Regions from separate parts of the Mus musculus genome. Here regions 1, 2 and 4 are each linked to region 3. A link is a contact called in public ChIA-PET and HiChIP or PLAC-seq data. All regions are on one chromosome and are shown on one strand. The core of a region is the stretch at or near the end of the contact, and the rest is flanking DNA. Distances in the headings are between cores, read along the strand shown. Region 1 overlaps Tbcel (tubulin folding cofactor E-like). Region 2 overlaps Sorl1 (sortilin-related receptor, LDLR class A repeats-containing). Region 3 holds the start of Sc5d (sterol-C5-desaturase). Region 4 overlaps Sorl1 (sortilin-related receptor, LDLR class A repeats-containing).

Region 1 (2,838 bases), core at 259-2,758, 160 kb before region 3:
TGAATGTGTCTTCTAAGAGTACAGTAATTGCCTGTGGGTGCTCAGTTACCCTTGTCATTGTCGTCTTTTGCTGGGTGGAGCCTCCTTGCTGTGGCTGCTCATGGCAAATAACTGGCCAGCATGGAATGGAGTCTCCCAACATAGGCTGTGTGTTTATTTACTTTCTGAAACAACCAGAGAAGAAAAGCCTCTGTTCTCTGTCTCTTGGCCTTTGAGCATCCCTGAGTTGGCTCTGCTGGTCAATAGGCTTCCTCTGTGCCTTGTCTCCCAGTGGCTCTTGGAGCAGTGGTGTCCTGTTTCATAGTAAGTCGAGTGTGTGCTGCAGGTGGCTGGAAAGATGTCCTCTCCTGGTGGATCATGTTTCAGTTACGGGATTCTCCTGCTTCACCAGGAGAACTTCGAGGAACTGACTCTAGATCCTAGCTGGGGTCCAGGGGACATTTTAACTTATTAACTGAGAACTTGCTATAAACCAAACGGCACTGGACTAGAAACTGGGGGTACAGGGATAAACTGCACTGGACTAGAAACTGGGGGTGCAGGGATAAACTGCGGTGTGTGAGAGGCTTGCTTTGGAGCTAAGCTGGAGACCCTTTCCTTCGCTGGGTCCTGACCTCTTGACTTCCAGAGACTAAGTTCCCAGGCCTTTCTTCCTTGCACCCCTCTTCCTGCACCTGTCCAGTTCTTACTTATAGCCATTCCTATGGCTCTAGATGCCACCTGTGTGGGGTAGCTGTAATCAGTGATTGTAATGATAAATAAACAGTAGATGTAATAATGACTGTAACTGAGGGTCAGGTCAGGGATGGATTACCCTGACCTGGTGTTTCCAGTTGTCAGCTTGACACCTCGCCTGGATGATGAAACTGTGTCTGAGATCAGACGTCCTCTCCACACACACAGTCTTCCTCCACACTCACCCCTCCCCCCTCCTCGCCCCTTCCATTCCTGCTCTGAGAATGATGGAGTCACTCAGGGTTTATTTCTCCCTGTTCTCTGTGGAGACCATCTGGGTTCTTTTTCTTTTGAAGTTAGATTTTCACAGACTCCATAGATGGCTTCAAACTTCCGTCTGCTGCGTTCTCAAGTCCCAATCTTCACACTGTCTTGCCTGTTCTGTTAATGTTACAGCAGCCAACACAAAGTCAGGTTTATATATTTCAAACAACAGAAGCAGGAACCTGCTTGCTGGTGACCAGCTGGCTCTCTGTCACCTCAGGCTCTGGCGCTCTCTCGCAGTTTGGACTGCACCAAGCAGGCTGCCTGTGTGGCTTTCTCTCTTGCTCTCACCTTATTTGAGGTTCTTCATCAGCACCCCCTAGCTAAGATGGCATACCTTGGCTCCTATTATTCCCTTAGCCCACTTTGATCTCACTTGTCTATTACTGGACTTGATTTGTATTGTGTTGTCTGTCCATTTGTATGTCAGTGTCTTCACGCCTCCCACACTTGGTACTGTCTGCTGGGTGGAACAGCAGTGTTTCCTGTTCGGGGCCTTCCTTCCTCCCCAGGATCCAGACGTTGCCTGGCAGTGTAGCACTGCTCAGTATATGACTGTGCTCATGAGGAAGCCGGTTAGGTCAGGCAAAGGGCCGCCCTATCCTAGAAAGCATTTGTGCTAGCCTGGTCAAGGTGAGGGGGTTATTCTGAATGGAAGTAGTGGAGGTAAGAGAGGAGACAGCATGGCTGTGGCACTTGCTGTTCTTTCTTACTGTGGTAGGAAATTGCTGGAAGTTTGATGGGGGGCTGTGGGGATTTCAAAGGGTGGGCTTGGGTTCTGGTTATAAGGAGGGCCTGAGAGAGACCTGGAGAGCAAATTGCTCATTGAGACTATAGGAAACAAGGCTGACTCTAGACACTGAAAGAGGATGCCTGCTTTGGGCTAAATTATAGAATTTAGTCCTGGGGAAACACATTGCGCATTTCTGCTTGTTTTTGAGTATTTACAGTCACGATCCCTCTAGGGCAACGCAACCATCTTTCAGGATGGCGGGAGCCTCCACACTTAAAGCCCAGCACATGTGTCATTACTGCTTTGCCCTTAACTGATGCCAATCACACTGCTTCTGTTTATGAGTTTCCCTTCATCTTGCCTTTGCTTTCTCTCTCCATCTCCTCTGAGAGATTGGATGTAAATTGCTTCTTTAGCGCTGAGCTAATATGTAGTCCTGTTTAATTTTAAAGAGAGAAAAAACAAAAGGAAGCAAGTTCCTCTAGGATCTCAACCTGATTGTATCTTTGGGGGTTCAGTGGCTTCTTGATTTTGAGCGCAGTGAGTGACCTAGCTGATTTGAGGTGTCCCTTTCTTGAGACCTTAAAATTTCAAACTTTATCAAACGAGTTATAAGAGCCATGGTTCCAGAGGACAGTGCCGATGGACCAGTGGACAGAGGAGTGCTGCTGTCAGAGACCAGGGGTAAAGCTTCCTTAAGCTTTGCTTTGCTTTCACTCTCCCCAAAGCTGTGTCCTGAGGGATGCTTGAGCTCTTGGGACAGCTTCTTTAGAATGTCAAGGATTAGGCGCCCAGTTCCTCGAGTGCTTGCTTAGTGTCACCAACGGCATGCTTTGTGAAGTATGGAGAGTGGCTTTTCCTGCTAGAGACTCATGGCTCTTCTTAGCTGAGTTGATTGTATCTCCTGTGATTGTGAGGCAGGGCAGCAGGCTGTATTTGGACACCACCCCAATGAAGGCCCGTTTTGTCTCCAACACTGGAGGAATCCTAGCGCACTGTGTCCCTTCCCTCATATTCCTTCCACACAGAGGACCTGCTGTTGTGAAGAGCATTCTTCGCCTGGACACAGGTCTCCTGGGGTTCTCGGCATTGCCAAGCTCCATCAT
Region 2 (2,744 bases), core at 21-2,520, 160 kb after region 3:
CTGTGCTTTGGGCGTGGGGGGATGGGCACCTGGGCTGCCTTGAAGATTAGTGGTGACTCACCAGGGAGGTATTCTCATGACTGGATATGCTTGACATCTCTGCCAAGGCAAGGAACTGAACTGTTTGTGTGAGTGCCTGGTGACCCTTGGACAAGCCTTTGCTTGTCAGGGAGCCTTCTCTTTCACCTTGCTGGGCTGCCCTTTTCCAGTCTGCTCTTAGGGATAAAGGGGACATCAGATAGAAAAGGCTTTAAAAAAAAAAGTTCCACTGAGTTTGCTCTTCCCCTCAGAGGCTCTCTTTATAAGAATACCCTGGAATATTTTGATGCCTCTCTTTTGTGCCCATTTTATCCCTCACCCCTTAGGATCAGTTAACGAAACCTATGCTCTCTGCTACAAAGACCCCAGCAAGTGTTGTCAGACCTCCTCCCCACTCTGATCCTGTAACACTTTGTAGCCTGTTCAACGTGTCCTCTGATTGTTAACCTGCCAGAGGGAGGGCTTCGCCCACTTTTGAGGATGGCCAGGTTGAGTACAGGTGGGCCTTTTTATCTCTGACCTCTGGTGAACTTCCGGTGATTCCCCTAGGTTCCTAACCCCTTTCTGAGTGTCATTTACATAGGTGTCTTGTTTGTTCCTAGGGTGCAGATGGTTTTGTAGGCGAGAGAGGGTTTTAGCCCGAGTGTCTGAGGTGTCTGTGTTGGTGGGCTTCTGATCCAGCAGTATTCCCAGTTTCTTCCTGGAAGCCTAGGTTGGAAGGGAGGGGAAGGGAAAGAAAGTAACAGTAAAGTTTGACTCTTGGGGGCAGGAGGAGGTGGGGGAGTCCCTTAGCTGGTTTTATTATTATTTTTTTTGAGTTAAATAATTTATTTGTTTTTGATTTGCATGTTTCTGTTGATGCTTGCCTGGACTTATCTACTGGTAATGAGATGTATACATATATATATATATTATCATCTCTTTTTATTTGAAGCCGTCTCTCTTCAGGTAGTTTTTAGTGTTTGGTTCTTGGATCAAATTAGATGCAGGTGCCTCAAATCCAAAGCAGGGCCTTTGCAGGTTAGTTAGCTTCTTGGTGGGGCTGGCTGCCAAGTTTGTGGCCCAGGTGTTTTTCTTCTCCCTTGTGACATCTGAGAGCACCCCTACGGAGTGGGTGGGGAGATACAAGGGTGGAGGAAGAAGGGAAAGGAAGAGGGTGGAGCTGTGAAGAGGGGCAGGTTTTCTGCCAGAGCTCTGCAGAAAGAAGTGTGGGCCCACTCAACTTGAACTTTTCCTTAGTTCTAGAGTGGTGCTAGGGCCGGGCAGGTGAGCTCTCTGGCTTCAGAGGCAGGCTCTGAGTCCCTAAAGCTCCGCCTCCAAGCCTGTGGGTTTGAGATGACTCAGGAGGCTGGCAGCAGACAAGGCTTATTTCAGACAACTCTGCAGGAGCTCTGGGTTTGGGGAGGCCTTGTTCAGCTTCTCAGTGATGCACCAGAGCTTGTCGGTGTCCCCACAGGTTGAGTAGAGCTCAAGTGTTCTGGAAAGTGAGTCATCTTGGAGCTGATGTCTGTCAGTGCATGGCAACTAAGTCGAGAACACGTGTGCTCAGAGTGGTAGCCACAGCCACAATAGGGAAAGGAGAAAAGGCCACACAGCTAGGCCCATGAGGCAAGATCGAGCTGAAGGAACAAAGGGCTCTTTATTCCCCTTATAGCCTTCCTCAGTTTCTACAGACAGACGCTGAAAGCTTTCTAGCGTCAGGATAGCTCTCAATTCTAATCAGTTCAGAGGGAGTGTTCCTGGATCAGCGGCAGGCCTATCAATCAGGAACCCAGGATCTTTCTACCCTGTTTCTCTGCTTGCATCTGGGCCATTAGGATCCGGAGTTGCCACCTGTGGATGGGGGAAGAAAACAGAATTGTGCATGGTCCAGGGTAGAGTGGTCCTATGGATCATCTCTTAAAGTCTTCTGTCTAGAACTCTGTTCCTGGGATACACCTTTGCTGTCTCAGGCTGGAGAAGAAGAGTCTATGGTGACTTCAGAAAGTATATCAAGAGAGTAGGTGGTCAAGCTGCGACATGGTGGCTTAGCCACAGAAATGGCTACCTAGTCCTTGGTTGGTTGGCTTATATATTCTTTTTTTAATTTTGCTGGTTTACAAAATTGCAAGTCTGGGGACTTCTGTTAGCAGTAATCTAAAAGGCTACTTTTGTTCAGATCTGAGAAAGGTTTCCTCATTTGAGACATTAAAAGGGAAATAAATGTGACACATTGTTATCTCTCTTAGCACTGAGGCAGGAGGATCATGATCACTAAGGCTACCTAATGAGACCCTGTCTTAAACAAATAACAAGGAAAAGTAGAGAGACTGCATAAGGCAGCCTTCCTTTCGCCTCTCATGCTTAGCTGACGTGGAGCAGTGATGTCTCCCTGCCACGAAACACTGGTTTAGCATGAAGCTCAAAAAGCATGTGACCTTTTGGCCTGTGAAATTTTGAAAAATACTTTAAGTTGTTTTTTAATTGGCATACCACTGGCCCGTGTTCCCGAGGTACAGTGTGAAGATGTTTCAGGGGGTGTGCGATAGAGATAACTGGTACATTCAGGGAACGGTTGGGGAACTAAGAGACAGACACCCCAGTCAGAGTCAGCGGGGAGACTACTTAAAATCTCCTTCATTTTTGAATACAATTAGCCGGGCGTGGTGGCTTGTTGCCAATGATAGCCATCCTACCATGCTGCAGACCATCTGGTTTTTCCTGCT
Region 3 (2,700 bases), core at 3-2,502:
AACTATTATTTCCAAACTTCCATTGTTGGCTGAAGGCCAGGGACTCTCCAGGTATACAGGAACTGCTGTGGCACTGAGCCTGGTAGACAGACGCTCTACCAGGCTGTTCATTTTTCCAATGTGAGACAGCCATTATAGGACTACTCTGGCTGGCAAGGTAACCAGCCTCGTGGATGGAACAGCTACTAGGGGTTTAGTTCTTCTGGGGTGAGACAACTGTTATTACTTTAAGCTAGTTTCATAAATTTTTTATGTATGTATTCATCTTATCAGTTCTGTTCCTCCAGAGAACACTGGCAAACACACTTTGTTAAGTGTAATTTATAGAGTCATTTTGGACTAGGCTTTTGCCTCAGAGCTCTGGAAGATCAGATCTGGCCAGAACTGTCTCTCATGCTCAATATATCACTTAATCAAACTGGCTTTTGAAATGCCTGGCTCCTTCTAACCAAAACAAAAAAACAAAACAAAACTAATCAATTGGTAGGACCCTGATACCAGAAACAGACGACAGGTCAATCCTCTCTGAAGTAACTCTGAAGTACTAGTCTTTTGGGCCTTTCTTCTTCTTAGGTTCTTTTCATTTTGGCCAATACTGCTGATCCCTACTGCTCACCTTAGGGAGCTCTTGTATTTTATAGAATGGGCTGCTGTCTACATTCCCGAGTCATAATTAGCCAATTTGATCTTTAAGTTCACCTCCCCCACCCCTATCTTTACCTATGTAAACCAGTTGGGCCAGATCATAACCTCTTTCTCTATTTTTATCGCTATTAATAATTGCTTTTTAAATTTACTCTGCTACACATAACTTTCGATTTACATATTTTAACGCTGCATAAGAGGACTTGCAGGGAAGTGACAAATAACTGCGGATTGATGAACGTTTGAGTCACAAAAATGGGACAAAAGACTCCACCATTAACATCAAAGGAAGCGTCATTAATCCTACTTCAGGCTGTCATTTTGCATTCATCCCGGGTCCTTTGCACGATTCTAGTCAACTTTCTGGGCGGGAAGAAAGTGGGAAGGAAAGCAAGCTTCGTCCGCCCCGTAGCAGCATCATGAAGCGCCTGGATAGTCCCGGCAGAGTGCTGGACCTGGTTCGGGGGTGCGGGGAGGCGTGGGGAGCGCGGGACGCCTACGCGGCGACCACGTGACCGCCGCGACCGCGCCGGTCCAGGTCGCGCGATCCGCCGTCACATCAGCTTATTGCGCCGGCTGCTGATTGGCCGGCTGCCTGCACATGGGCGGGGCTCTGCTGAGCGGGCGGTGTCTCGGGCGCTCTGGCTCGTACTCTCCGCTGGCTGTAAAGCCGCGGCTGACGGAGCTGCTGGGCCTGGCAGGTAGGTTCCGTGCGCTGGCAGCTGGACAGCCGCGAGTGGGAGGACCCGCGGGCGGTCGCGAGGATCCCCGGGTGCCCGGCGCCGGTACGGCATCCGCCGCACCCGTGTGGCCGTCCCTGCTAAAGCGCAGGTGGCATGGGGGGGTGGGGGTGGGGGTGGGGGTCTGGCCTGGCGGACACCTTGGTCCCCGGGGCCTGCGATGGGGATAAGGTTATATGGGAGCGGGGAAGGACCCTGGCCCGGTAAAGCTGGGTCCCTGCCAGTGCTAGAGGTTGCCTGCCTACTGTGAACCCCACATCCAGGGTGAGGTGGGAAAAGCTGGTGATTTGCTTTGCCACCGGCACTTCCTGGAGAAGGTACCAGGTTGCGAACCAGCGTCCGATTGAGGCCTAGGGAGGGTGGTGGGCCGTCACTCCCTGCCTTTCTGAAGACCATACGCTGTAGCGTGCACACTTTAAGCATCGTTAAGAAGTCACTCATACTGGCATCCCTTCTTATTGCCGAGTAAATTGGGAGGTGGTACAAGTGGAAACAATATCTCGGCGGCAGCGAAGTTATTTGACTATTTTGTGTTAGTTGAGTTTGCATTTTCATTAGTTGTGTTAAAGTGCTTACCTTCTGACCCTTACTGTCTTACGGACTTTTGCATTCATCCTGTAATATAATGAACGTGGAGAACTCAGAATTCCCCATCTGTATTTGTGACTCTAGGGAAGTAATGCTGTGTAGAACTTTTTGTGTAGGCTTTACACATCGACTGCTCCTTACAGAACAAAGCTGTTTAAGGCATTGCGCCTTCACTGTCCTGTTTATTAAGATTATACGCGGACACACGTTATAGACTTGTGAGAATTAGATGGGAGAATCTCTCCATCACTCCTCCAGATGTGTAAAGGCCGGATGAGAGGTACTGCAGAGCATCCAAGAGCTTTGGAGACTGAAGCAGGAGAATGCAAGTTCCAGGCCACATAGCCAAAGGGGGGAGGGGTGGAGTGCTTAAAATAATATGTAGTATTTTTTAAATATATAAATGGCTAGTTATTGTTCCTGTACTTTTTTCAGTTAAGAAAAATATAATAGTTTTAAGTCATTTAAGTATAATAGTGGATTTATATATGTTTACTTATTTATCTGATGCTGGGATAGGAACCAAGGCTTTGGACATACTACACCAAAGGAATATCCCTGAATTATACCCCAGGCCCATTTAATTGATAACCATGTTTTAAAGTCAAAAATTGTGGGTTTTTTTTCTGCCAAAGCAGTATACTATTTAACGTAAACTTACATTTCAAGCAATAATGCCTAATTATCTTAGAGTCCATGAGCTGTCTTTGACTTTAAGGGGTTGCAC
Region 4 (2,854 bases), core at 259-2,758, 220 kb after region 3:
GTGCATTAAAACACCTGGGTCTGCCTGCTCTAAATAACCTCGTGCAAAACCGACTCAGAGCAACTAAACACCATCCTTCCAACTCTGTTGTCCGTGGCCAGGAATATGTGCTCAACTGGGGCTCCTCCATGACCCAGATATCCTCTCCTTGTTTCTGACGTCTTGCTTTGGTGGGGGGTTAACAGCTATCGGAAGATTTCTGGGGATACGTGCAGTGGAGGAGACGTTGAAGCGCGGCTGGAAGGGGAGCTGGTCCCCTGTCCCCTTGCAGGTAAGAGAGGTGGTCTCTTCCTTCTGCCTTCTTGAAACCTGGTTGGGTCATTCTGGTCTCATCCAGTTAAACACGTAGCTCTTCTTACTTAGTGGGGGTGAAGTCACCGAGGTTAGGTATCATGAAGGCTCCTCCTTCCCTAACAGGAGAAGCTTAACAAGCAGGTGAAGCCATTCTGAGGGAATGCAAATTTTTTGGTGGTAGGGCAGGCTTTGCAGGGCAGTCTGTTTGGTACCTATTGAGTGCTGAGCACTGGGGGTTGAAGAGCAGTCACAGACCTTGGTGTGTCTCTTGGTTTGACATAGTTGAATCTACACACATGCACATAAACATATACATATACAAACATATGCATATATCACACACATACACATGCACACACATACTCACCCACTTGCACACATGTGCACACGTACATGCACACATGTACACATACACCACACACATGCACACATGTACACATACACCACACACATGCACACATGTACACATACACCACACACATGCACACATGTACACATACACCACACACATGCACACATGTACACATACACCACACACATGCACACATGTATACATACATGCATATACCACACATAATACACACAAATATGCATACAAGTGCATATTCCCACAATACACCACACATACCCCACACCCCTACCACTACACACACACCACACCATACATACATACCACACCACACATATACTATACACATACATGTGCATAAATCTACACATACGTGCACATTCATGCACACATACACATACCACACATTACCACACATATACCGCACACACATACATATACATAAATATGCAAACACATGCACAATCATACACACACACACACACACACACACACACACTACAAAAAGTGGTTGCTTGGCCTTTTTTCTTCTTTCATGGTTTCCAGGACTTATCAGTCAGGTCAATATGTGGCCCTGGCATCCATCAGCAGTGCTGTTTTGGTGGAAGTGTCATGAGCTCCTAGAAAATCAGGACCCAGCCACACCAATCATGACCCAGGCATGCTGCCTTCATCTTCCACAGGCAGGCAGAGCAGAGCTTCCTGTCCCTCACTGCTCGCCAGCGTGCCCTGATGCTACTAAGCTCATTAGTCCCTTAATTTAATCTTCCATCATTACCAGAGTAATTACCATACCTCACAGTGGAGACGTAAAGAGAACCACTAATTCAGCAGATTCCTACAAATGAGCAGATAATATTCCAGTGCTCCCTTCACGAGGGCCGCTGACGAGGGCTTGGGCGAGGAGGGTTTGAGTGAGTGCTCTTGAGGGCCTGGAGTACGTGCTTTCTCATAAATACTTCAGGGATAATTCAGCAAGGGACATGATTGTTTGTTTAAAGCCACCAGGACAGACAAGAAAGCTATTTTCTCTTCTGACAGAAGAGGAGGGAGCAGGGGATGAAATAGAAAAGTCTCATTTAGGATAAGTCATCCCCTAAATGCAAGCAAGGAAGTACTCAGAGAAAGCGGCGTTTTCTAGGCCTAATGGGAACCATACCGTAATCTTTGCAGAGATGAGGTAATGTGGGCATCTGGAAGGAGTTTTAAAATGCAGCGATTTTTCTTCTTTATGATTACTGCAACAATGTATCTTCTTTATGATTACTGTAACAATGTATCTTCCTAGGCTGAGCTTTTGCAGGACTGCACCAGCCCAGCCTGCTGTTCCTTGTCTAGGGTAGAGCCCACACGTGAAAGCCTGCAATGCTATTCCACCTCCATCTCCTACCCTAGCTTCACTTGTACGATGCTGGAAGGGCACTCCCTAGCTTCTTAGAAGCAACAAAGGCGCAGGGAGGGTTCTGGGTGCTGCCAAGGGATGTGGGTCAGAAATCTCACCGCCCAGCATGTGGCTTGCATCCTGTGTGTGACCTACATCTTCCTGCCCTCTGCCTCGGAATTAGTGCCAGCACTAAGGCTGCATTTAGTTGCCATGTGGCGGTACCTTGAGTATTTTTGAAGCAAGGTGAAAAAACAAAGAAAAAGGAACAAACTTTTCCCTCTTTAAGATTTTTACAGATTTATTATTTAAAGCTTTCAAGGAGCCATGCTAGGGACGAGGTCCAGAACATCCCACACAGTAAATAAGTGTTTTGCCTACCCTGACTTAGAGGGTTTGTTTTCAATGTGTTGTCAGTATTGGAGACTTTTTAAAAAAAATCACATTTATTTGTGTGTATGTGTCAGAGTGGGGGAAGGGAACTGCATTTGTATAGCAGAGTGGAGATGGAGAAGTCAGAGGACAACTTCTGGGAGTTGATTCTCTTCTTCCACTGAGTAGGTTCCTAGAGATTGAACACAGTTCTGCAGACTTGGCAGCAAGTACCTTTACCTGCTGAGTCATCTTGCCAGCCCAGTATTGAGGTTCTTATAAAGCAGGTTATATGCATATGTGAATTAAGTGAATTAACAGGATGAGGGAAAGATAGGGGAAAACAAACATAACAAGCAAACAAACCAAAAAAAAAAAAATCAAAATCGCAGCAACCAATTCAAGCATGAAGCAAAGGATTTGTGTTTGCATCTTGATCCCACATGTAGCATAGCATC

Evidence for each region. ChIA-PET counts read pairs in DNA pulled down with a chosen protein or histone mark. HiChIP or PLAC-seq counts read pairs in DNA pulled down with a chosen protein or histone mark.
Region 1: a contact with region 3 is called in an RNA polymerase II ChIA-PET map of memory CD8 T cells, with 19 read pairs. The contact joins the enhancer-like site here to the promoter of Sc5d in region 3. A contact is called at or near these places in 2 of 39 promoter capture datasets (both in liver), 1 of 484 Hi-C or Micro-C datasets (CD4 T cells), 2 of 115 datasets of contacts at active chromatin or transcription factors (embryonic stem cells and memory CD8 T cells) and 2 of 9 other capture datasets (adipose tissue and liver).
Region 2: an RNA polymerase II ChIA-PET map of memory CD8 T cells shows a contact between it and region 3, with 740 read pairs. The contact joins the enhancer-like site here to the promoter of Sc5d in region 3. A contact is called at or near these places in 3 of 39 promoter capture datasets (embryonic stem cells, frontonasal cranial neural crest and hippocampal neurons), 3 of 484 Hi-C or Micro-C datasets (CD4 T cells, Th2 cells and nephron progenitors), 9 of 115 datasets of contacts at active chromatin or transcription factors (CD8 T cells, bone marrow-derived macrophages, effector CD8 T cells and 4 more) and 3 of 9 other capture datasets (adipose tissue, bone marrow-derived macrophages and liver).
Region 4: an H3K4me3 HiChIP or PLAC-seq map of forebrain shows a contact between it and region 3, with 4 times the contacts expected there. The contact joins the enhancer-like site here to the promoter of Sc5d in region 3. A contact is called at or near these places in 4 of 39 promoter capture datasets (hematopoietic stem and progenitor cells, hippocampal neurons, pre-B cells and 1 more), 5 of 484 Hi-C or Micro-C datasets (B cells, bone marrow-derived macrophages, group 2 innate lymphoid cells and 2 more), 23 of 115 datasets of contacts at active chromatin or transcription factors (the 230-238 cell line, bone marrow-derived macrophages, craniofacial prominence and 17 more) and 3 of 9 other capture datasets (adipose tissue, liver and pancreatic islet).

What each region holds. Positions count from the first base shown.
Region 1 is chr9:42,426,866-42,429,703 of GRCm38.p6, reverse strand. All of the region lies in intron 7 of Tbcel (tubulin folding cofactor E-like), which reads left to right. Among named protein-coding and RNA genes, the nearest start is that of Tecta, 28 kb to the right of the region's middle. Within about 2 kb of position 1,508, at least 81 of the 459 cell types and tissues checked have an H3K27ac peak or open chromatin away from gene starts, as enhancers often do. A contact at or near this core is called in adipose tissue and memory CD8 T cells, where this site is marked.
Region 2 is chr9:42,107,252-42,109,995 of GRCm38.p6, reverse strand. All of the region lies in intron 1 of Sorl1 (sortilin-related receptor, LDLR class A repeats-containing), which reads left to right. Among named protein-coding and RNA genes, the nearest start is that of Sorl1, 16 kb to the left of the region's middle. Within about 2 kb of position 1,270, at least 174 of the 459 cell types and tissues checked have an H3K27ac peak or open chromatin away from gene starts, as enhancers often do. A contact at or near this core is called in CD8 T cells, Th2 cells, adipose tissue and 4 more, where this site is marked.
Region 3 is chr9:42,262,852-42,265,551 of GRCm38.p6, reverse strand. Sc5d (sterol-C5-desaturase) reads left to right here and starts at 1,252. Exons shown (of 6, transcript NM_172769.2): 1 at 1,252-1,346.
Region 4 is chr9:42,038,410-42,041,263 of GRCm38.p6, reverse strand. Sorl1 (sortilin-related receptor, LDLR class A repeats-containing) reads left to right here. Exons shown (of 48, transcript NM_011436.4): 16 at 186-271. Gm16214 (predicted gene 16214) reads right to left here. Exons shown (of 5, transcript NR_165259.1): 5 at 2,308-2,854. Among named protein-coding and RNA genes, the nearest start is that of Gm16214, 17 kb to the right of the region's middle. Within about 2 kb of position 1,508, at least 44 of the 459 cell types and tissues checked have an H3K27ac peak or open chromatin away from gene starts, as enhancers often do. A contact at or near this core is called in double positive thymocytes, embryonic basal ganglia, forebrain and 2 more, where this site is marked.